4 separate regions of the Mus musculus genome follow, and all the other regions are linked to region 2. A link is a contact called in public Micro-C and promoter capture Hi-C data. All regions are on one chromosome and are shown on one strand. The core of a region is the stretch at or near the end of the contact, and the rest is flanking DNA. Distances in the headings are between cores, read along the strand shown.

Region 1 (5,909 bases), core at 1,878-4,377, 320 kb before region 2:
ACAAAGAAAACCCAGCCAAGTTCATCTAAATGTTTACTATTTAAAACTGATCCGTGTTCCCTTTCTTACCTAACAGATGGCTGTTAGGTGACAGATGACAGGACCCTAATCCTCACTGAGAAATGAATGAAATAGCCAAAGTGACCTTCGGAGATCTCACTATCCTAGCAACTGGCTTCGAGAACCTGTGAACGAGGGAACTTGTCTCTCGGGGTATGCACTGCTACACCTCCGCATATTACAGTCAAATAAATAAATACATAGAGGTGGTGGGCTCTCCCTCAGCTAAAAGGGTGCCTTTAACAGTTAAGCCCTGGAAACCAGTTTTCACTTGTCAAGGGAATAGACACACTGTATTATTTACCTAAGAGAATGGCCTGCAGTAGCTAAGTGTGAGTAGAGACCTACATGGACCTCAAACAAAATTACTAGAGAAGCAAGTTGTATGGTGCCATGAATGTAAAACTAGGCTCATAAATGCTCAAGAATCTTCGTAGACCCACAGAGAAGGACCCGACACGCTTGGGAACTATGTATGTACTAACTGGACATCTGTGCTTGCTCGGGGCTAAAAGAAAAGAAGAAAAGGCAGATAACGTATTTGTTTTTATCTGAGGGAGGGAATAGGAAGAGAATTCATAAGCAACTTTTAAACCTATACAGTGGAAAGATGAATGCCTTACTATGCTCAATTTTCACTTATCGTTGAACCATTTCACATGTATTTCTATTGTGGAAGACAAGCTGGTTAGGAAAAGAAGAAAGGGGAAGACAAGGCTTGCCTACATCCTGTTCACCTCAAGGCCCACATGGCTTTAACTTCAAATCTCAGTTTCTCTACCTGTAAAGTTGGGTGGCTCTGGGGTGGGAGTTAACATGGCTGCAACATCCAAGTTAGCATACCACAGGCCCTGCGCTTGACAGCCAGTAACAGGAAAAAGGATCAAAGCGGCCATGTTGCCCAGCAGGTACAGAATCTTTCTGCCAAGCCTGAAGCCCTGAGCTCAGTTCCCCAAACCCACGTCATAGGAGAGAACTAACTGGACAAGTTGTCCTCCCATCTCCACAGCATGTACTGGTGCTCACATGAAAACATACAGGTAGACATCCACACACACATACATACATGTGCATACAATTGCACATACACCCATTTCTCTCTCTCTCTCTCTCTCTCACACACACACACACACACATACACACACACATACACACACACACACAGAGCAAACAAAAACAAGGGAGGCAGTGTTTGTACCTTCTGCTTACACACGTTAAGAAGTGGGAGTCTGGAGACAGTAAACGTTAGGGGCCACTATATTACTTTTTCACCGAATCCCCAGTGACTGGGGAGCCCATTCTTAGTCAGTTTTACTATGACAGCACAAAGATCTTTGAACTGGGCTATGTATGAACTCCTACACTGCCCTTTAAAGTCATAAAAACACATCTAAGGATGCAAATGTAAATAATACAATAAATTCATTCACGAAGCATCTCCACAGTTGGAGAAAAAACTGACAGCCCCGCACAGGATGTCTCTCCCAGTACTTAGTCAACAAGAATGGGATTTCTTCTGATAAAATTGGCTGTCTTATAAGCCTAAGGGAGAAAAGACTCCGATAGTAAGTTATCATTAACAGTTAAAAATTAAACCCATCAGTCAAAAACAAAACAAAACGACTCGCTTTCTCACGTGTAAGCAAGGGCCCAGCACTGGTGGGACAAAGCGAAGTCCAACCTCCCTGGGATTCACAGGCTTTTTTCCAATTCCGTTCAAACCCATAGGAGATGCAAGTTCTCGCTAAAAGAGCAAACGCTAGATCCGCTAAAGGGACAAACCTTGTTCTTCTCTAGGCCAGCCTTCACAACCTTGAGATCTCATACCCCAGACAATAAGCAGTCTTCTAGTCCCAGGCAGCTCTGCTCTGCGCTATTCTTCCTAAAGCCGATAGCATTCAAATCACCAGAGTTCAGAGTGAAGGGAAGGAGCAGGTACGAAGTGAGTGGCCTTGCATCTGCATACTTGGTAACGACGTAAAGTTGAGCTGAGCTGGGCTCCTTAGAAAAGAAAGCCTGGCTTTATATAAAGCTCAGGCCTCTGTGAGGTCACCCCTGCCTCTTTAAGTCACAGTGGGCTCCATCTGCTTTAATCTCCCCATCTGTTGCCTTTCCATACTTAACCCCCCTCCACCAAAGGAAATGTGAAATCCAAAATGAAAAACTACTGGAAACTGCAGAACCTAAACTGGCGACACAAACTGGCCCAAGACAGTAGGCGAGAGTTGAAAGAAGGATGGATGCTTGCCCTCCCGGACGGGTCGCGAAGGATGCCGACCTAAGCCCAGCAGCTTGGAATGTTTCCCAACTCCAGCATCCTCCTCCCTGCCCTCCTAGGAGCTGTGGTGGGGGAAAATGACAAGGAGAGTTGGGGGTAAGGGGTAGTGGCAGGCCCAGGGTGGTCTCGCCTGCGCCCTCCAGACAGCTCACCAGCTCCCTTGAGTCCGTAAAGGAACAATAGCGGACTGTGGGTCTCCAGAGCCACCGGGCGTCTCTCGCTCCCACCTCCCGTCTCCGGCTTTTCCAAGTTCAGTCAAGAGGTGGGTCGAGCCAGGGAGCAAGGACTGGGGCACCGGACCCGGGGCAGGGCACGAAAGTGGGACGGGCTGCCCCGGGGGCGCAGCCACAGCGTCCTCTCGGGTCCGGTCATTCATTCCCACCCGCGCTCCCTCCGCAGACACCCCGCGCCACTGTCCCGCACCAGACCGCCAGAGGAGGCGAACCCCCTTTCCAAACTAGGTCGCACCTCTCTCTCTTTCTGCCAGATCCCCACTATCCTCCCGTTCCTCCACCCCACCCCCCCTTCCAACTGTCTTCCGTGGTCAGTGAGCGGCCAAAGCTCTGTCCAGACCAAAACTCCCGCCCGCTCCTCTCGGCGCCCGGAGCTCTGCGCAGCCCCAGACACAAAGGCGGGGACCGAGTCCAGAGCCCGCACCCCAGCCTCGCCGCCGCCACTCACCCCATCCAAGCGGCGGCCTCAGCTCCTGGCCCCGCTGGCCGTCCCGCCCGCCGCTTCCCCAGGAAAGTGCGGCTGCCGGGCTCGCTTCCTGCTCGGCTTCCTGCGCTGGGTCCCTCCTCCTCCTCCTCCTCCTCCTCCTCCTCCTTCTCCTCCTCCTCCCGACGCGGGGTCAGTGGGCGCTCAGCTCCGGGGCTCCGCCGGCAGGGCGGGGGCAACGGCAGCACCACCACGTGGCCGCCGGGCGCCGGCCCCCGACCTGGATCCCGTGGGCTCCAGGAGGGAGTTGCTAGCCACTCCCACTCCGCGCGGCCCCAAATTCCGGGAGTCAGGTGACCTGGCCCCGGAGCTGCTCCCTGGACCTGCGGGAGGTGCTCTGCGACCGCCCACGCCCCGGCCCGCGGCGCGTCCCGGACGTCCACGCTTGCGTTTCTGCGGATCGTGGGAATCCTTCTGCGTGGGTCTGTCTCACACCTTAACTTGAAGTTAGTGAGATCCGCGGTATGCGGGTTCCACCGCTGGGGTAGGATAAGGGCTCGGAAAAAGTACTTGTTTCTGGTCAGTTTCCAAAGTTATCTGTAGTCTTAGGAAAAGCCGAGTCACCGACCCAAGCCCCCTCTGAACCAGACTGAGATCGGTTCCATTTCCAGTGTGAACGAAAAGAAAGTAAACCAGAATGTACTTACATTTTCTGGGCTAAACCAGTTGGTTGGAGCGACTGTTTCCTAACACTCCTCAGGTGTAAGACAAAACTTAGTTGTGTTCTGCTCAGGGCTTGGGAGACTATCTACAGCCTGGACTGGCCGGCTAGATAGGGGCAGGAGCGCCCTCAGCGGGGTGTCTTGAGTTTGGAAGTCCTGAGATCCGGTAAAGCTTCCCTCCCCCAGACCACCAGGACCGGACCTCTGAACCGAATCGACCCTTCCATTAATTCTGAGGGTTTGAAATCTCACTATTATTCCCCTAATTTAAGCAGGGATTTTAGTCCCACTAGCCAGCTAGATCGTAAAAAGTTTGACTCACCAAAGCTCCATGGGACTCCTGGTTGGTGTTGTGTCTTTCGCACAGAAAGGTTTCTAGAGTAAGCAGATCCTAGCTATTTTTGCTAGGATCGCCTGTAAGTCCACTGAAGTAAGGAGGAAAAACAACCAGTTCCAACAGAAGTGAGAGTCACCCTAACAGCAATCAGTGTACAGTATCTTGACTTTGTGTGTTACCATCGGATCGGGTGGTTTGTTTTTTTTTGTTTGTTTGTTTTTTTTTACCCCACCCCTTCACTCCTTTCCCTAAGAGAACACCTTGCCTTAGCTTTCACAAGCGAACTTGCCAACTAGAAAACAAAAGCTTCATCTTTAGCTCAATAGTCTTTACTTCCTAAGTACCATACATCAAAAAGAATCCCTGGGGGGGGGGGGCGGGGCAGGGGAGTGGGAGTGGGGAGCCAATTCAAAGCAAGATACACACTTTTACACATGTGATGTGGAACTAAAAACCACACTAAAAGAAACAATTGACAGCACCCTGTGTAGTGTGGGCCATTTCTTCTAACCGGGTTTTGATCTTGGGTTCTTTAATCAGTTACCAACAGAGTATTTAAGTACCTTCTACCGATCCTCCAGCTGGAGGAAAGGTAACCACCTGTGGATCTGCTTTTTGTTGAATCAGAGGCAGCTGGGAGGGTGGTACAGCCTGTCAAAGGCTCCTTTGGAAATGCCAGTGTGTGCATATTGTTTAGGAAACCGACGACAAACTGTAGTTAAACTATTCAACAAGTGTCTCTCTAACCAGCCTTTCATCACCCAAGTCTTCGCCTCTGCTTATCTTTCCTGGTCACCTGAAAAGACCCCTTTCTCACGCTGCCCTGTTCCCATAGGTGCCTTGTGTGCTACCCTCATTAGTTTATAACTCAGCCCCCATCAGCAAGTTTGATGTGTGTGAGGCACTGTGTGGAGGGGAGACTGTGCCAAAACCGTTTGCAGATTCAATCTTTTCAAACTCAAAATTAACACCCAGTGTACTCTAGAGTCTTCAACCTTCCTTAGACAACCCTCAAAATGCTTCCTCCTGCACAGAAATCGGTTTGGGGTTAAGTAACGTCTTCTCATTGTTTTGTTTTTGTTTTGCCCAGGAGTTTTAGAAATGCTAACCGAGCTCAGGTTTTGAACATGTCTGGGACTGTGAATTGGCTGCCAGAATGAAGTGAGTAACTGCTATCTAAAGACTGTTAAAATCTGATGGGATAAACAGGTTACATGGTAGGTATAACTTTTTTGTAACCCATTTTTATTACGGGTTTAACCTCTCCTCTAGCCCACCACCCAGTAGAGGTAGTGGAAGAGAAAGGTTATTAGGATATGGGGAGAGAGGACCTGCTTAGCAATAGTTTTGGGGGGCAAATTCAATCTTCTTTGGCAGCAGTTCAGTAGCAAACACCAAATATGACTTAGCAGCTGTAGACCAGTCCTCTAGGCAGGCAGACACCAGGCATAAACCAGCAGCTACAGTCTAGTTCTTTTAGTAAGAAGACACTAGACAGCTGTATCTCAGTCCTGAGGAACCTGCCGGGCTCACCAACCTGCCGCAGAAACCACAAGCTGTTGCAGGAACCTCACAAGCAGTTCTTGGGAAGTTCTACTCAATGGCGGCGTTATCACAAGTTGAGCTCAACAACACCATGTAAGGCGAACCAATATATGTGTGTTGTTAGCAAAGAATAATGAAGTGGAGCAAAGCCAACCAATGCTCAGTGCTGTCTCCCACTGTCTGTGGGGTCATATTTATACTTCTTTATCAAGCATCCTTTTGTGTGTTTGCTCTCTCAAAACATCCTTTCACCTGTGTCCACGTTAGCTAAAGATTCCTTCATATGTTTGCCCCAGCAAAACACCACCTA
Region 2 (5,912 bases), core at 1,083-3,582:
GGGATAGAAGGCATGGAGTGGGAACTAGGAGGCAAGGCTGCTTGCTCTATCTGGTCCCAGGTATTCCTTCCTTAATGTGATTTCTGCAGGGACAGTCCTCCTCTGGCGCCGTCACAGTGCTCTTCCCCACATCCCTTTCCCAGGAATTTCTCCATTCTCACCCCTTCAGCCTCCAAACTGTTCTCCCTTCCCTCTCCTTTTCCTTGAAAGACCTTGAGCCTTGGCAGGTCTCAGTAGGCAGAGCTACTAGGGAGCAGGTCGTAGCGACCCCCGCTGTAGACCACCACACCGGGTGGATAGTAGATCAGGTCAGGTTCGGCAGCAGCATTAAGCGGCGCCAGGGCCTGCAGCCCGTGATCTTCAGGTTCTGGCTTGGTGGTGGCGGTGAAAGGGCGCATGTTGGTGAGCGAAGGCGAGGCTATCCGCCACAGCAGGTTCTTGAGCGCCTTGCGGAACTCGCGGCGCACTAAGCAGTAGAGGATCGGGTTGAGGCAGCTGTTGGAGTGCGCCAGGCACACGCTGACTGGGAACGCGTACACTTGGCACTGAAAGTACTCCTGGCTGAAGGGCACGGCGTTGAACTTGATGAGGATGCTCCAGGTGGTAAGCGCCTGGTTGGGCAGCCAACACAGGAAGAAGGAGAGGACGACGATGGTCACCGACTTGGTGACCTTGGAGCGTCTCCTAGCGCTGGCTGTACTCAGGCCTCCCCCAGGCGCTGCTGCTGCTCCTACTGCATCTGTTGTCCCAACTACGCGACGGTCGGAGATGAAGCGCACAAGCAACAGGTAACACAGACTGATGATGCTCAGCGGCAGCAGGAAGCCCAGCAGCACCTTCTGCAGGTGGTACAAACCCAGCCAGAACTGCCTGTCCCAGCCCAGTAGCTTGTCTGGAAAGTGCATGAGGCAGAGCTCCTCACCCAACACCCTGATGGTGGTGGAAAAAATGGCATTGGGCAGCGAGGCCAGCGCAGCCGAAGCCCAGATCAACCCACACAGCACCTTGGCTGAAAAACAGCAGCTCTCCCTCAAGCTCTGGCCGCAGCAGTCGCCACGGCCACGCCCTCGGGTCCGATGGCTCTTGAGAGCCGAGGCCACCGAGTGGTAGCGCGCCACGCTCATAGCAGTGAGGAAGAAGACGCTGGCGTACATGTTCATGGATGTCACCATGGACACGATCTTACACATGGCCTTGCCGAAGGGCCACTTGAAGTCTAGTGCGTTCTCCACAGCCCAAAAGGGCAGAGTGAGCACGAACTGAAAGTCAGTCAGTGCCAGGTTAGTGACAAAGAGGTTGATGGAGGATTTGCGCCAGCCTTGCTTGCTCTTCATCAGGTAGAGAACCAGCAGGTTGCCGGCCAGTCCCAGGGCACAAACCACCCAGTAAACCGCGCTGATGAGGATCCGTACCCTGGCCTCAGTGTCTGTGCTCTCTGCCCCGCCGCCACCCGGAGGATGCCCAGGCGCCGCACCGTCTGGCAACTCTAGCCCCAGCTCCCACCACAGATCCTGAAGCTGCAGCGACGCATTGCCGCTGGCGTTGGCCACTTCCAGCAAGTCTGGGGTCAGAGCGAAGAATTCTGAGAGCTCATCACCCGCAGCTGCTTTCCTCACGGTGGCCGCGGGGGTTGCAGAAGCCACCTGCATGCTCAGGTGCGCCTTAGTCACGTTCTGCAAGCCGACTACCGAGAGTCAGCGCTTGCTCCGGGTGTGGTACCCAGGCGGGCGCGCAAAGCAGGTGCCTGAGCTTTCTATGTAGACGCTCAAAAGGGCTCCTGGAAACTGGATGCTGAGCCGCGTTGGCGCCCAGAACCGCCTTGGGCGCAGGGGTTGGCTGCACTCAGCATCAGTTCTTGGTGGGTTTAGAAGAGAGGATAGTTCTAGGCAAGTGGCTGGGGATCAAGGTTCCTCCTGGTGAGAACTGAGTCTCCAGCTACCTACTCTAAGACTGAGTCATACCCCTCTGCTTTCCTGCTGTCACTTAGATGCAGTCCCCTACTCAGGAGCACGGCTCTCCCAGTACCTTTGTTGGCTTCTGAGGTTGCCCGGAGGAGTTTCTCTCCTTCTAGAGGAAAACAGATCGTGGACATCTGTGTCTCGCTCTGACTGCCTGAAGGCTGATTCACGCCATCACTTCCTGGAGCTCCGTTGGTGTTTTCTGTGTGTCCGATATTGTCAACCCCCAGTGAGTTGCCAGCGTTTGATGAGTTACATTGGCACCCACCTCTGCTGAGAGCCCCGAAGAGCTTGCATAATCTCCGTGCGAGAAGATGGGGGTGCTTTCCGAAGTGCTGAACCCCGCGCGCCACGCAGGGAGAGGCAGAGTCTACTGGCAACTAACTCCCCTTTGTTCCAAGTTGCAGAAGGAGTGGTCTTAGTCTTTTATTTTCTCGGTGTCTGGAGTGAGTCTGAGTCTGCTTTCTTCCTTTCTTATTTTTATTAGGACGAGGTTTTTTTTTCTCCTTTCTCCCCACCTTAACACAATAGTTTGTTTCTCCCACTTACACAATAGTAACACCCTTTGTTCTTTAAATCAAATAACCAATCTTTTCCTAGTACTCAAACTGAAGCCCCATCTCCCCTCTAATTAGCTGAACACTTACCTGGTGTCAGATTGGCAGAATTCTAAGGGTTGATGTTTGCCTGGAATTGAGTATATTTTAAGAACTGAAGCTACAGGGGGCCGTGGGGAGGGGGAGACGTGTTACGTCTCAACTTTGCAGTTTATTTAGATGCCAGGTTAGTTGCTCTTAGAAGGACTTAAGGAAGCTGAAGTGTTTTCTTGACAGAAGAACTAACCTGAAAAACAAGTATGCTAAGCATGCAGTAATTGCCCTCACTTCTGGGATAATACTTGACTTTACTAACAGTAATTGGGGATATACGGACAGATGGAGCGAAAGAGATAAAGACTTGTAATCAGTCAAAGGAACAATAAAAGAGAAAAGAGGTCCTCGGCAACCTTAAACAGTCTTAATTCCAAAGTGGACTTTAAAAGGGCACTTCGCTGCAGACGCTGCATTTCTCGATTTTACCAATAGAGGTCGCAAGAGCTTCAGTAAAAAAAAAAATCAACTGGCCTTCGATCAGTTTTAATATGTTGAAGTTCTCTGCCCTGGTAATTCTGTGCTTCTGTGGACCCCTCCTTGCATCCTGGCTTTATAGCCTCGCCTTCAAGCGCACGTTCTCACTTTAAAAAAGCGTTTTCTTCCTCTGCCAATTTCTTTCTTTTTTATTGTATTTCAAGGGCTACTGAAAACCAAGGAAACCTGTGGTGATACGGAAAGTCCTATGCAGTAAAGGTCTTAGTCTGCTCACTCATCTAACAAATACTTACTTAGCCTCGCTTTGTTAGGTGTTATTCCATGACTAGAAGACTTTATGGTAAGTACAATCTGTAGAGTTCACACTCAGATGGGTGATACAAATAGTTAAGAGTTGTGTGATTGTAATATAAGTAGAAAAACAAAGCAAAATGAATCATAAACCATGTCTAATGAAGTTTGAACTTCCTGAGACTGTCAGGAGGCAGACACTGAGACAGACACTGAGCATAGGGGCTGCTGATATTATTAAGAAGAGAGTCCTATTGACTTCTGGCCACTAAAGAAATGAAGCCAAGGGGATTAGATAGAGCTCAGAAATACTGACGAGTGCTCTGCTCTTTGGAGGTCTGTGGTATAGGCTGAGAGATTCACTTAGCTAACTGCCAAAGCAAAAGAATGAAGTCATGAGTTTGGCCCTCTGGGGTCTTTGGTGTGTGTCTCTCATCTGAGAAGTCATTTTAGTCTAAAGTATAATTTCCAGGTTTTGGAAACATTGACATTCTGACTCAGGTGACCATCACTCTTGACCTGTCTCCACTAGATATTAGTAACGGTTTTCTCTCCTGCCGTGTATTCCAAAATGTCTCTGTAAATGGCAAGGTGTTGCCTGTAGCAAACACTCCCCTTTCTTGTATTTTTAAGAATCTATGATCTAAAGGCAGTGTCAGGGGAGCGGTGCACTGGAGGATGTGGGAAATCCTTTGTGGTCTCATTCCCATTTCTAGGAAAATAATCCAAAAGGCATTGCCTTTAGGCAGGAGTTAAAAGTATGTGTACAGAAGTGGCATAGTATACTGTCTTAGGCTAGGTGCACGCCCCTCTCATCATTGATGCAGTGCATCTTCCCAACTACAGAGCCTTGACCCTCCTCGATGCTCCTCAGTTAAACTACAGTGGAGCTGATGATACTGCTAAGAGCATTATGTCTGATTGTTGCTCAAAGGGGGAGATTTTCCTAGGGAGTCAGAAGCTAAGACTCCTGGCCTCCATCTGTAGTGAGGTAAGTTGATCTCCTGGTTCTGAATTCTGCCTCCATCATGTGCTGAGGGATGTTTCAGGTCACCCAGGGGCTGTAACCGTAGCTATGGGATACCCTGCTGCTAGTGTTACACAGGCATCTTAGAGTGAGGAGGGTCCCAAAGGCCAGTAAGTGTTTGTATCTTTACAGCCTGATTCTTACACACCTCCCAGTGATGCTCCAGATGACACTCCTCAAACGGGCACTCCAAGTCTTAGAGGTTGTGCAGAGGTCTAAGGCTCTCAGGCTTAGGAATGAGTAAGCTTGGGGCTGACCCTGAGCCGTCAGATAACAAGTCCATTCCACAGTCACGTGATCTGTCTAGCCTCACGAGCCCTGTGTAAGGAAGTAACTGGCACTCCAGAATAGCCTGAGATAGTTGCTGGCCATGCAACATCAAAATTACTGGGGTGGGGGGGAGCTTGTTCGAATTCATTTTCCAGACTTTTTTCACATCCCACACCATCTTCAGAGATTCTGGTTCTCAAAAGGGTTGAAAAGGAGCCTGGAGATCTACAATTAGAACATTCTGCCAGGAGACTCTAATTTTTTTTTCTAAGTTTGAGCCTCTGTACTAATTTCCATGTAAACTCTAAACCTCTAGGTAAATAATTTTGAATTCTTGGGAACAATGGCCTCCAGTGATACTTCACTATACACGTGACTTGAGTAACGATACAGGGGCCATGGAGAAGATTGGCTGCTTTCTCCTACAGTTCAAATCCTTGTTGATCTGAAGGGGCACTGCTGCAGAGGTGCTGGGAGCACTAGCTCTCTCAGGATTCAGCCTGAACCCTCAGGAATGGCTGCTCGTCAGTGGCCCTCTCACTGAATGTTGTCAAAGCACCGGCCAGCACAGCTAGAAAGATCTTCATTGCTTAGTCTACTCTTCCAAGTGCATCCCAGATAATGTGTAAGATTTTTTTTTTTTGACTAAGTGTATGACGAAAGGGCAAATTCCCTTTCCACATAAACTCATTGTCAGAGAAAACGAGACTCTGGACCATTTATCTGCAAAGCGCTGACCCCGTTTTGCTCCGATGGTGTATGCATACAAACATGAGGGAGAAAAGCCTGTCAGGGTGACATAAGCCATCAGGTGTGCTGTTAAAAATGACACCACATCATGTCGTTGATTGCCTTATGGATCCCTCCTGGAGAGTTGAACCATATGTAATTTGTTGATATTGTTCAAGAATATAAACGTTGTGGAAAAAGGAGAAGAAAGGGTGCCCCTTTTCAGCAGCTTGATTTTAAGTCAGCCATGGTGCACTCCAACTTCCCATCCATTACTTGGACTGTCAAGGTTTATCACTGTGGGAGTTCAGATATCAAACTGTGTTTCTTGGCTGGCACTGCCATTGTTAAAGATGTCCTTGCAAATGTTTCCTCTCTTTGTCCACGTCAGATATTTTCGGTCTTACTCATACTTCAAGCTTAGGCAAAAATGCTACCATTTTGAGAAAGGTTGCCTAATTCTCTGAAAAAAAGAGGCACCCTTCCCACCTCCTCAGTGCTTCTTTTCAGGCACACACTCCACACAACAGATTCTGTAGCTTTTTCTCT
Region 3 (5,324 bases), core at 287-2,786, 420 kb after region 2:
CTTTCATTTTAAAATGAAGAAGTTCATATTTTAGTTTCTTTATGTCATCCTACCCACTTGCTCGATTGAGTTATTAGAGAGAAATTTAAGTAGCTTAATGTTAGTAATTTTCTTGCAAGGGTCGTTGGTGGGCTTAGGCCTCCCTTCCTCATTTAGCTAACAGGACTGATGAAAACAACGTGCTCCAGAGGTGGTAAACTCTAAGCAGATAGTATTTGAAGTATTTCCGCCCAATCTCTCTGGCATGGCATGCTAAGTGGTGGTTTAACGCATATAAAAGTGTGAGTGAGGAGGTGTATTGTTCTGTGAACTTTACAAGTAAGGAAACAAAACCTCCCATAGGATCCACAGGAACTTGCTCACGTCATATGGAGAACATGTGGTCAAAGACTGGCTTCACCCTCAAATGCTTAATGTGGACCTCAGTGCTCTTTCACAAACAGCAAAGACTAGGCAGACTTATATCCATGGATTGCCTTACACGCTCTTAAGTGACTTTTTAAAATCTTTTTTTTTCCTTTTTTTTTTTTTGTTTGTTTTTGAAACAGGGTCTTCATATGTAGCATAGGCAAGGCTTAAACTTGTAAGAGTCCTGTCTCAGCTTCCCAAGTTCTGGGTTTACAGGCATACATACCATAGTGCCAACCCTGTGGTGAGGTATTATAATTAGTCGTACAACTTTAGGAACATAGACACTTTGATATCAACAGTACAGACTCTGAGTCAGTGGGTCTGCCCTGGAGCCTTAAGGCATTGATGGTGTTCTTAAATCACCATCCTTTTACTCTCTCTCTCTCTCTCTCTCTCTCTCTCTCTCTCTCTCTGTGTGTGTGTGTGTGTGTGTGTGTGTGTGTGTGTGTGTATGTGTGTGTGCACCCACATGTATGTGTATATGTGTGTACTGGTCACTCTTCAAGATGACCCAGAATCAACTTCCAGCCCCTATATGGTGACTTATAACTGGCTGTAACTTCAGTTCCAGGGGCTTTAAGCCCCCGTGCTGGCCTCCATGGGCCCCAGGCACATAGTTGCTGCACACACATAATACACGCAGAACATCTGTACATATAAAAACAATTATTCATGCCCATGCAGCACTGCAAGAAATTTGTTTTCTTCTTTTCAACTGCGCTCTGCCTGCTAATTAGCCCTCAGAGCAATTGCTTTCTAATACAATAATCATGCCCTTCCTAGCTCATTTGCGTAATTCTCTGTCTCATTTCATGGTGGCTAAGTTTTCAATTTATGTTCATAAACTGTGTTTTATTAAAAGCATTGAGAAATATAGACTTGAAGAAGCATGTTCAAGATGAAATATGTGAGCTTTACAATGAAAGCAATGGCCTTCATGTGGAATTTCTTCTCCACCCTTGAGTCCCACCTCTCGGTGGTGATTTTTTTTTTCGGTATTCTAGAAGTTTCTGTCATTTCCATATTTTTAAATGGAAATTTTCCACTGGTATCATTCTGTACAGCACATGTACTACAGAGTATAACAAACTGGGGATTTTTCTTCCGTAGGCTTTCCATACTGCCAGTAACATGACCTTTAGTGTCTCTGTAGTGATGGAGCGATGACTCACCCACAAGTTCTGCGATCTACACGTCTCAGTCGTTCACGTTACAGCCTTTGTTTCTCAGTGTTCATTGCTCTTTGGGGAAGGGTTTGCTCATCTCCTCGCCCTTTCCTCCAACTTATACTGGATTCATACCTGACACAATCAGCCCCAGAGCAAATATACTGTAAGCAAATGTGAGAATCTATTGTTCTCCACACCCCTGTCACCTCCTGGAACACTGAAAAGAACAGGAAGAGAGTTTACGATGTTACTCACTCAAGAGTGAGTAAAAATTCCCCATTTATATTATTCTTCTGGGTCTGTTTAGTTTATGTAGATTATGTGACAACCTCAAACTACAGTTTTTCCCTTTAAAAAAACAACCCATCTCCTATTTCCACATGACTTCCTGGTATCTCCAGCACATTCACCTCCTTTCAGGGTCCTTTGGCTTCCCCAAGAAAGCAACTCTTGTCAGCCACCTGGAAGGTGGTCTATCTGCTTCTGCAGCTTCTTCCTGTGTTAAACTAGCCTCCAGGTGTTTTCTGTCCTTGGAGGTGCCCAAAGCTGCTATGCTGGCATGCTCGTTTGTGAGTGCAATAATTCTCAGGAGGCATAAATTCATATCCTGTTCTCACTATGTATTTTATTAACTGTGAGAATTACTTCATTGCCAGGACCTGGCTAGAAACTGACTTGGTACCCAGTGCTAACAACGTCTTTAAAAGCTTATAAATAGGGTCATAAACACTATTTGCATTACTAGAAATATGTATTTTTAGTCTTTCCAACACTTTTTCTCCCTTGATTACATTAATGTGCACGAGCTATTCAAAAGTAAGCACACAGTTCTCTCTGTATTTTCAAGTTGTGGTTATACATGGGCACTTTTTTGTTGTTGTTTTAACTACTTTTATAATCAAGTTAGACTTGTATATAGGCCTCATCTTTAAATGACACAAACCTTCCCAAGTTATATAACCTAAGGTGATTGCCTTGTTTTTAACTACAGTCAAAAATAATAAACCTGATTAATTTTTACTTATTTTGTGGGATAGGTATCTCTGTGCATGTAGTGCCTGAAGAAGTCAGAAGAGGGGGTCAGATTCCTTAGAACTGAAGTTACAGGACACACAGCTACAGGGACTATAACCGGGGTCCTCTGGGAGAACTGTCAGTGCTCTTTAACACTGAGCCATTCCTTCCATATATATACCTGTGATTTGATGGAAGTAATAACAAAGTTAAACTCTTGCTTAGAGTACATTACAGAATGTGAACTTCGGCAGAGTACCTTAATTACCAAGGTAGTGATAAAGTTACAAGCTTTTTCTGTAGAGGACATACTTGATGTCTACTGCCCAGGTTTCTGGGATAACATATCAACTTCACATCGGTGAAATATGAAATAAAAGCTTAAGAGGCACAACTCATTGTGATTTTTCCTCATTTCTTGAGATTACTCCTGCTGCTTGGAGATGGGAAACTCATTTTTTAAAAGCATGTTAGTTTCTCCATTGGGGGCCCTGTTCTATCCAATAGAAGACCGTGAGCTGCATATGTAGCAGAGGATGGCCCAGTCGGTCATCATCGGAAAGAGAGGCCCCTTGGTCTTGCAAACTTTATATGTCCCAGTACAGGGGAATGCCAGGGCCAAGAAATGGGAGTGGGTGGGTAGGGGAGCAGGGCAGGGCAGGGGGGGGGGGAAGGGTATAGGGGACTTTCGGGATAGCATTTGAAATGTAAATGAAGAAAATATCTAATGAAAGATTGAAAAAAGAAATGTAAATGAAGAAAATACCTAATAAAAAATTGGAAAAAGTTAAAAAAAAAAAAAAGCATGTTAGTTGAAAAATCTGGAAAAGAAACAATCTCACGCAAGGTTTCCTTTGATGGTAACTGGCTGCACGCTTGGAAGTTATGCTAATATATGCCACATATTATCCAGAAAACTTCCAAAGAACTCTAGGTCAGGCTTTGAATTCAGTTCAAGTAACCTGATGAGCACTTACTCATGCCACATACCAGACACTCTAGTAGGTAATGAAGTCAGAATAATTATGCAAGAGTCAGAGATGACAGAATCTGTCCTTAAAAACACATGGCACAGAAATAGAAAAATTCTTGTGTTGATATTTGTGAAGGGATGAGCAAAATTAATGGGAAAGTATTGATTATGTACCAACTTTTTCTCCTTAGTGTCTTTTTCTCCTTATGTTTGTTTGACTATGTATTTTATATTCCATTTCCTTAAGACAGATTATAAGAAATTTCCTCTCCATCTGCTTCTCACCTTACCATAATACAAGCTACAGTATCTTCTCTGTCATGAAGAACTGAATCCTCTGTTGAGGACGGTGGCCATGAGCAAGGGATATATATGACTCCCCAAAGCCAGAAGAATCAAGGACACCCCCCACCCCCCACCCCCACCCCTGCTGAGCTCCAAGAAGGCAATGGAGATGTTAGCAGTCTGACTCCAGCCAGTGAGCCAGTGCTCACATCATCCCTGTGATGTCATACGTCTCCCATGGTCAGAAACGAACTGCATATAAGGTGTATATCCTGCAAAAGCCAGGGCTCATAAAATCCAGAACCAAGGAGAATTAGCAAAGATAAGCCAGGACAGCAATACGGTACAGATGTGAGACAGAAGACACAACTGTAGTGTTAACACTTGGCAAGTGGAGGCAGGAGGATTGGGAGGGAGGTTCTAGGACACTTCAGGCACGCAGTAAGCCCGAGGCCAGCCTAGGCTCTGAGAGGCCCTTTCTCTAGCCAGCTACTCTACTGTAGTAACTTACAAGGACAATGAAAATGTGTTTTAATAAACAATGGCCTCTTTCTAACATCTGAGAAGTAGCAATACATAGACTAAAAAGAAAAAAATTTCAGCCCAGGAAATGAAAATAAGTGTTCTGTTTGTCACGCAGAGGTCACGCTCTGAGAACATGGGTGACGTTTTCCTTTGGAAAATTCAGTCATTCACTGTGTGTAGTTTGAAGGCTACTAAAGATAAAATGACAAAATCACCACATTTCCATTTAACTTTCCTCCCACTTAAGGCCAGCGCCCTATAGGAAGGGGCCCTAAAGCACATCAAACAACAGCATGAGCCACAGTCCACGTGAAGTATTATCCATCCTGTGTTCAGACCATCCACCTCTCATTAAGTGTCTGTAAATAGCAGCAAATGGTGCATACAATCACACAAAGCACCTTTTTGCAAATTTCTATACAGAATAACAACAACAAAAACATCCTGATTCATGGGTCTTCTTTAAAACAAATTTGGTCTTTGCAGTGTGCATTGTACCAGAATATAACCATGTTAAAAAGTATTTGAGTGTCCTAGCATAAAACTGGCAATGCACTTTGCCCCATGCCATCTGTTGGCCAGCAAATTATGAATGTCCATTTCTATGGAAGCAGACACTGCACGTGGAGGCAGTGTTAGTGAGTAGTAGTGGGATTTAGGACACTAACCCACATCATACTGAAATACATCGTGCTTGGGCTGGTGAGATGGTTGGTAAAGGCACCTGCTTCAGAGCTGCCAACCTGAGTTCACTCTCAAAGATCCACACGATGAAGGAGAGAACCTAGTCCTGAAAGTCATCCTCTGACCTCCACACAAGAATCCTGGCATGCTTGTGTCATCCACCAACCCCCAGCAAATGAAGGCAATTTTACATGTTTTTCAAAAGAAGATTAGTTCTTGGTAGATATGGCTTTCTGAATAACAACAACAACAACAACAACAAC
Region 4 (5,758 bases), core at 2,700-5,199, 480 kb before region 2:
TTTTAAAGTGCCTTAATCGTTGAGTCTTCTCACAGAAATAGAAAAGTGACTAATGTATTTTACACCCCTCCTCCCAAGATCTCAGGGATCACTTCAGAAGTGAGAGTGGAAGGACTTTAAGAGCCAGAGGCAGTAGATGACTACAAGGAAAGCATTTGCTGGGCACAACAGGGTGGCTGCATTTATGAACTCACAGCCATTGCAATAGCACATACAAGACCTGCACAAGCTCAACCCAGGCAAAAATCCCAGCATAGAGAGAGGATGTGGGCATGAAGTCTCAACCCTAGCTGAACTCTATTCGCACCTGGAGGTTTCTGGGAGAGGGGGTCCATTCTCTCTAAGGATGCCACTTCAGGGAATGGCTACACACCCAAGCACAACTTGGACTTGATATTATTTTGTTGTTTGTTTATAGAAGACAAAGTTGGATGGGTAGGAAAGGGGGTTGAATATACATTGTAAGAATTCTCTAGGCACTAAAAAGACACTCCAAAGGGGTTGCAAAATGTCTCCAAATTTCTATTAAAATTCAATTCACATTATAGTCTGACATTCCTCTCTCACCAAACAACACCCCCCACACACCCGCTCCCCCCCCCCTGGGAGTCTTCTTGGCCTTCTAAAGGTCAATTCCTCCGAGGCTGAGGCTGAATCACACTTATTCCTCAAATCCTAATGCCTATCCAGCTCACAGCAAATTCAAACAAATCGCTACACTGTGGACAAGAATGGTATGAAAAAGAACACGCGTCTTCGGAGTGTTTAAATACCAAGGAGCACTTGGGAAACCTGTGACAAGAGATTATAAACTCAGAACAGCTCATGGAAAGAATAGTTTCCACCCACTAGGAAATGTTCCTTGAGCTGCTTATTCCACAGATGTGGTACAGAAGTTAAATCCATTAATTCACGAAAGAGGTTACTAGTATGGTTGTTAAAAATTGTAAGCTCTAATATTTTTAATTAAGTCTTGAATGAGATTGTGCTGAGATCAAGGCAGTTGCCTTCAACTATAATCTCAAAAAAAATGTCAATCAATGAGGTCTTTGAAGGCGATTTGACAATAGCCCTGAGCTAGCTTTGAACATTCAGCTAAATAAAATAAAATAAAATAAAATAGTTAGCAATTAAGACATGACGTTTAAGATATCTCACAACAATTATTCATGACAATTGAGGTATCTCACAAGAAAGCAGAATAAAAGGAATGGCAAGTTGAATGAAAACTTCCTAGACTTGTGACACATTCTGTCTGTTGACATCATAAATATGAATCCTGATTGGTAATATATAGTTTGGTTATCCCCATGATGCTAAATTGTGAACTCTATATTTTAAAAAGGTTTATTTATCTTTATTTTATGAGTGTCTTGCTTGTATGTATGTCAGTGCACCTTGGGCATGCATGTGGAGGCCAGAAGAGGGTTTGGATCTCCTGACTGAAGTTACAGACAACTATTAGCTGTCACATGGGAGCCATGAATTGAACTCTGGTCCTTTGGAAGCATGGAGTGTGTGTGCTCTTCACTGCTGAGAGATCTCTTGAGCTTTGGAATGCTACATTTTTTAAGTCCATTTTTCACAGTTCTATAACATTTAACTTTAAGGTATTTTATGATGTATTATATAATCTCTCTCCAATGAGATAACCACTAGCCACAGGTGGCTATTATGAGTGGGAAATATGACTAGTGAATGTTAAGATCTTCTCAAAAATGGGAAAATAGGCTAAATTATTATGACTCACTATTATACAATTTTTCAGCAGTTGTATATAGTATCTTAAATATACTGAAATAAGACAGCATTAAAGTTAAATACACTTATTTATGTCCACATTTTATTATGTCTATCAGAAAAGTTTAAAGGATAGAAGCGGTTGATAGCCATTGTTCCTGCTGTATGACTACACAAGGGCCATTGTACAAAGCAGGGTTCTCATTTAAGGCTGATTCTGCCACCTGGGTGGATTTGGCAGAATTTTTGCTACTAACCAGGCATTGCTACTGGCATTTAATGGGTAAAGGCAAAGTATGCTTTGAAACCTCCCAAAGAGTTTTCTAACTCAAAATGTCAATAGTGCCAAGAGTAAGAGATCTCCATATAGAGAAATGGATAATGGTTAAAAAATAGACTACCTGTATTAAATGCCACTAACTAGCTGCACGACTTCGGCCAAACTGCTTCCACTCCCTTTGATTTATAATTAGCAGCTATATAATGCGGCCCTGATGTAGGGGAGAGGCACACAGGATCTGCTCAGTAGGACTTGTTAAAGCACTCACTGCTCTTCCAGAAGACACAAGCTCAGTTCCCAGAATTCATGTCAGGTCCTTTACAACTCTCTGTAACTACAGCACCGGGGTATCCAACATCCTCCTTTGGCATCCACAGGCATCCATTCCTCTTTCACATCCCTGCCCCTCCCTGCCTCCCCCCCACAAGACATAATTTAAAATAGTAAAAATAAATCTAAAACTGCTTTTATTTGTCCATTGCCTCTTTATTTCATGAGATCTTACTCGTTGGGTTTGTTATGTTTTTTTTTTCCCTCACTGGCTTTACTAGAGTTGTAATAATGCTTTATTTTTGTAAACCTTCATATTTTTGTAAATCTTTATTTTTGTAAATCTTTATTTTTGTAAATCTTCATAAATTAGAAAAGAAATTTTTTTCGTCCCTCTTTGAGAGGTTGTCAACCTGACTGGATGCTTAATATTAACATACAGTCCAGCTGTGGACCTTTCTCTTCTGTGGAAAGTGCTCACAGAGCTCTTGACTTGGGCTTTCCTTAAAATGGGAAGTCCTACCCTTTCTGGCCAGTGAGCTGCATCTTGTCAAGGCACTGTCAGTACTTACAGGTGGAAGCAGAAGTCCCAGTCGGCGTCATTGCTAACAGTTGGAATGCAGATGGGGTTGGCTTGCATCTTCCTACCAAGAGTCACGTGTGAGGTAAGCTTTGGGGGAAAGGGCTTAGACATCTGTTCTAATTGCCCTCCGGTGGATGCTACTGACTTTAAATTAAAAGTGCTAAATATAAATCTACAAACGGACTATGCAGACCCATGTTTAGAGACTCCTAAGAAAAACTGAAGGTGCTTATCAGGGTTAGATTTAGTTTCCCTAACTTCTACTCTAGATTACATCTCCAAAGTTCTTTTAAAAGCATTTCTTAAACCACACACCTTTTACCTCTACTGGATCATCCAAACTATGGCGACCTATTCAACCCAAATATTGTTTGGCTGCGCTAAGGAAAAGCCAAATAAAAAATTTCTTTTCCAGGAGTCATGTCACTATTTAATCGGAAGTTCTAGTTAAGAGGCTAAAACTACTTAGGCTGCTACTGTCAGCTGTTGACTAAGTGACCCCGTGGGAAGATGCGGGATGTGGTTAATAATTTGTGGAATGTATTTCTCTATATTATCCCTAACCCTTAAATGCACACCTTACTGATTAATAACACCATCCAAGTCGTACCCTGAAGAATACTGTGGTAACTTTCCTTGATCCAGGCTCCAGAACACCCAACTTTGGGGGGGAAAAAGGGTGGGGTGGGGATAGGGGGTGGACAGAAGGGCTAACTTCCCTTTTCTAAGTCCTACTTTTTTCACATTCTGAACTCTCAAAGCCCCACACACAGTTCCCACGCAGTTGCACTGGATCCTGGATGGACTAGGACACCACACTTGGCCCCCCTCTAGGACAAATCTCTCGATGCTCATCCCTGGCATTTCTATTGTTGCTTCCTAACTGTGGACGCCCCTGGAGCTCGGCTACCATCTTCCCTGCCTGCGTTCTGGGCCCCTGCTCCAGAAGCTGGTGAGCTCTTCTGGCTCACTGACACAGAAACACCTTCCCAGCCTGCTCACCGGGCCAGGCAGTTCAGACCTCTGCTACCTCGGGCCTGTGCGGGTGCCCGGGCCATGAGGAGTCTCGCTGAAGCTGGGCTTCTGGATCTGGAGACAATGCGTTGCCATGGGAATGGAACACTGCCTTAAGGTTGATGCAGGGAGCACCAAAAGGAGGCACTTTCGGCCAGCCAAGGCAAACCCTGGCGTTCATCCTTACTGCTGCTGAGTGGTCTTGCAGTGCCTTGTCGCACAAGGACATTATTTCTTGAAGATGAAGGAAGATCCCGTGGAAGAAAGGAAGGAGCTGCAGGCTTCAGGGGCCTGATGGTTTTAAAACTGCCATGTCTATGCGAGTTTTCAGCAATGATTGGCTAGCCAGTCCTCCCCTTTCCTGAAGCAACGTTCATTCTCCAGGTGTTCTAGGGTCACGGTCAGTGTTACCTCCTTGGGTAAGGGTTAGAGTCACGCTTGTTGAAGAAAACAGTACAGGGAGATTCAGGAATGGGCCAATACATGTCCAATGGTTAAGATTTCAGGGAGAAAGGCACATGTGGCAAACACCACACGCAGGTTTGTACCACAAGGTCACAGAGCACACAAGAGCACACTCGCTGTGGCACACATTTGAAAGTGATATAATGAATCATACTATGCACTAGGCTCTTAACAACTGAGCAGGTAAGTCCCTCCTGTTTTAAAAAGAACGCCTGTGGAGAAAAGCAATTCACAGTTATTTTGTATGCTTTGCATTTGTTCTTACGTATCTGGAGTGGAAATTCATCACTGACTCTAGAATGTCAAGAAAGCCTTTCGAGGCAGGAGGATTTAACTGAGTTTGCTTTCGTATGTGATAAACGCTGATGGTCTGTCAATCAAGGGTTAACTCTGTACCCTAAAGTGCCTACGTCTGGAAAGATCCCAGCCTGTCTTTTTCTCTGGTTTCTAAGAGAAGCTTCAGCATGAAATGATGGCCAGAGTGATAAACGTGGTTTCAGGATGGGAGGGTTGCCGTTTTGACTCCTAGGTTTGGTGTAGGTCCCATCCAGTGGGTATCCGTTGCTTTGACTACACTATAAGTGTACATGTACCCTTTGCTCTCTAAAGCTTCTTTGGTTCTAGGATTCTATGAAGATTTTTGTGACCCCATGACTGATATTTAACATTTTAAAAGAAGAGTCTATTTTTATATTATCTAAGACTCATTTCCCTTAATAAAGTCAGACACCATCAAGTCAAAATCTTAAACCTGTGAAGGGAAAGTTTCTTTATTCCAAATACTTGTTTTTGCCGATCATTGTGACTGTTAGTGTGGTACCAGAATTGACACTAAATTCCCCTTCCTAAAGGTGATGATGAGTCTGCCTCCATTTAACTAGCCCTGAACAGAAAAGAAGCAAGTTGCTTTCATCTGCAAAGTTACAAAGCAAAGTCACACAACCTTAAAGTCTCAACATTACAAGTCTCCGATTCTTTTTCTTTCCGCGCCATCTTAACCCTGTCCCTCAAATGTAAATTTTAGTAATGTGTATGAACTGAGGCTTGTTGGCTTACTCTGGAATGGAGTGGAGTGCCGTTAGTCACCACAGCTAACTCTGGAATGGAGTGGAGTGCCGTTAGTCACCATAGCTAACTCTGAAATGGAGTGGAGTGCTGTTAGTCACCATAGCTAACTCTGAAATGGAGTGCCGTTAGTCACCATAGTTAGTTCTTGTATGTCTACTCACACACTCACTCTTTTTTTTTTTTTTTGGGTGCAGCGAACTTTATTGATGGTATTCAAGAGAGTAAGGAGGGCTCCCTAGGACCCTCCTGTTATGGGGGTCTGGGGTGGAAATTGTGAGGGAGATGCTCAGTGTTGGGGGCCAAGTTGGGATAGGGACTCCTCAGCAACCGAGGGCCTC

The links. Promoter capture Hi-C pulls out the DNA fragments that hold promoters and counts their contacts. A called contact is a pair of places that touch in the nucleus more often than the background predicts.
Region 1: a Micro-C map of embryonic stem cells shows a contact between it and region 2, with 3 times the contacts expected there. The contact joins the promoter of Rai14 here to the promoter of Rxfp3 in region 2. A contact is called at or near these places in 1 of 39 promoter capture datasets (liver), 2 of 484 Hi-C or Micro-C datasets (both in embryonic stem cells) and 1 of 9 other capture datasets (liver).
Region 3: a promoter capture Hi-C map of trophoblast stem cells shows a contact between it and region 2, with 4 times the contacts expected there. The contact joins the enhancer-like site here to the promoter of Rxfp3 in region 2. A contact is called at or near these places in 6 of 39 promoter capture datasets (hematopoietic stem and progenitor cells, hippocampal neurons, liver and 3 more), 1 of 115 datasets of contacts at active chromatin or transcription factors (embryonic stem cells) and 2 of 9 other capture datasets (adipose tissue and embryonic stem cells).
Region 4: a promoter capture Hi-C map of liver shows a contact between it and region 2, with 2.5 times the contacts expected there. The contact joins the promoter of Ttc23l here to the promoter of Rxfp3 in region 2. A contact is called at or near these places in 7 of 39 promoter capture datasets (the 3T3-L1 cell line, the C10 cell line, the HPC-7 cell line and 4 more) and 2 of 9 other capture datasets (embryonic stem cells and macrophages).

Annotation. Positions count from the first base shown.
Region 1 is chr15:10,711,504-10,717,412 of GRCm38.p6, forward strand. Rai14 (retinoic acid induced 14) reads right to left here and starts at 3,128. Exons shown (of 18, transcript NM_001166408.1): 1 at 3,020-3,128. It overlaps 4930556M19Rik (RIKEN cDNA 4930556M19 gene), which reads left to right and starts at 3,333. Exons shown (of 7, transcript NR_045063.1): 1 at 3,333-3,477; 2 at 5,145-5,271.
Region 2 is chr15:11,035,636-11,041,547 of GRCm38.p6, forward strand. It overlaps Rxfp3 (relaxin family peptide receptor 3), which reads right to left and starts at 2,333. Exons shown (of 1, transcript NM_178717.3): 1 at 1-2,333. The coding sequence starts at 1,649. The coding sequence ends at 231.
Region 3 is chr15:11,455,890-11,461,213 of GRCm38.p6, forward strand. No RefSeq gene overlaps it. Among named protein-coding and RNA genes, the nearest start is that of Tars, 59 kb to the left of the region's middle. Within about 2 kb of position 1,537, at least 32 of the 459 cell types and tissues checked have an H3K27ac peak or open chromatin away from gene starts, as enhancers often do. A contact at or near this core is called in trophoblast stem cells, where this site is marked.
Region 4 is chr15:10,554,720-10,560,477 of GRCm38.p6, forward strand. It overlaps Ttc23l (tetratricopeptide repeat domain 23-like), which reads right to left and starts at 3,950. Exons shown (of 13, transcript NM_001378877.1): 1 at 3,876-3,950; 2 at 2,863-2,934. The coding sequence starts at 3,931. It also overlaps the pseudogene Gm8174.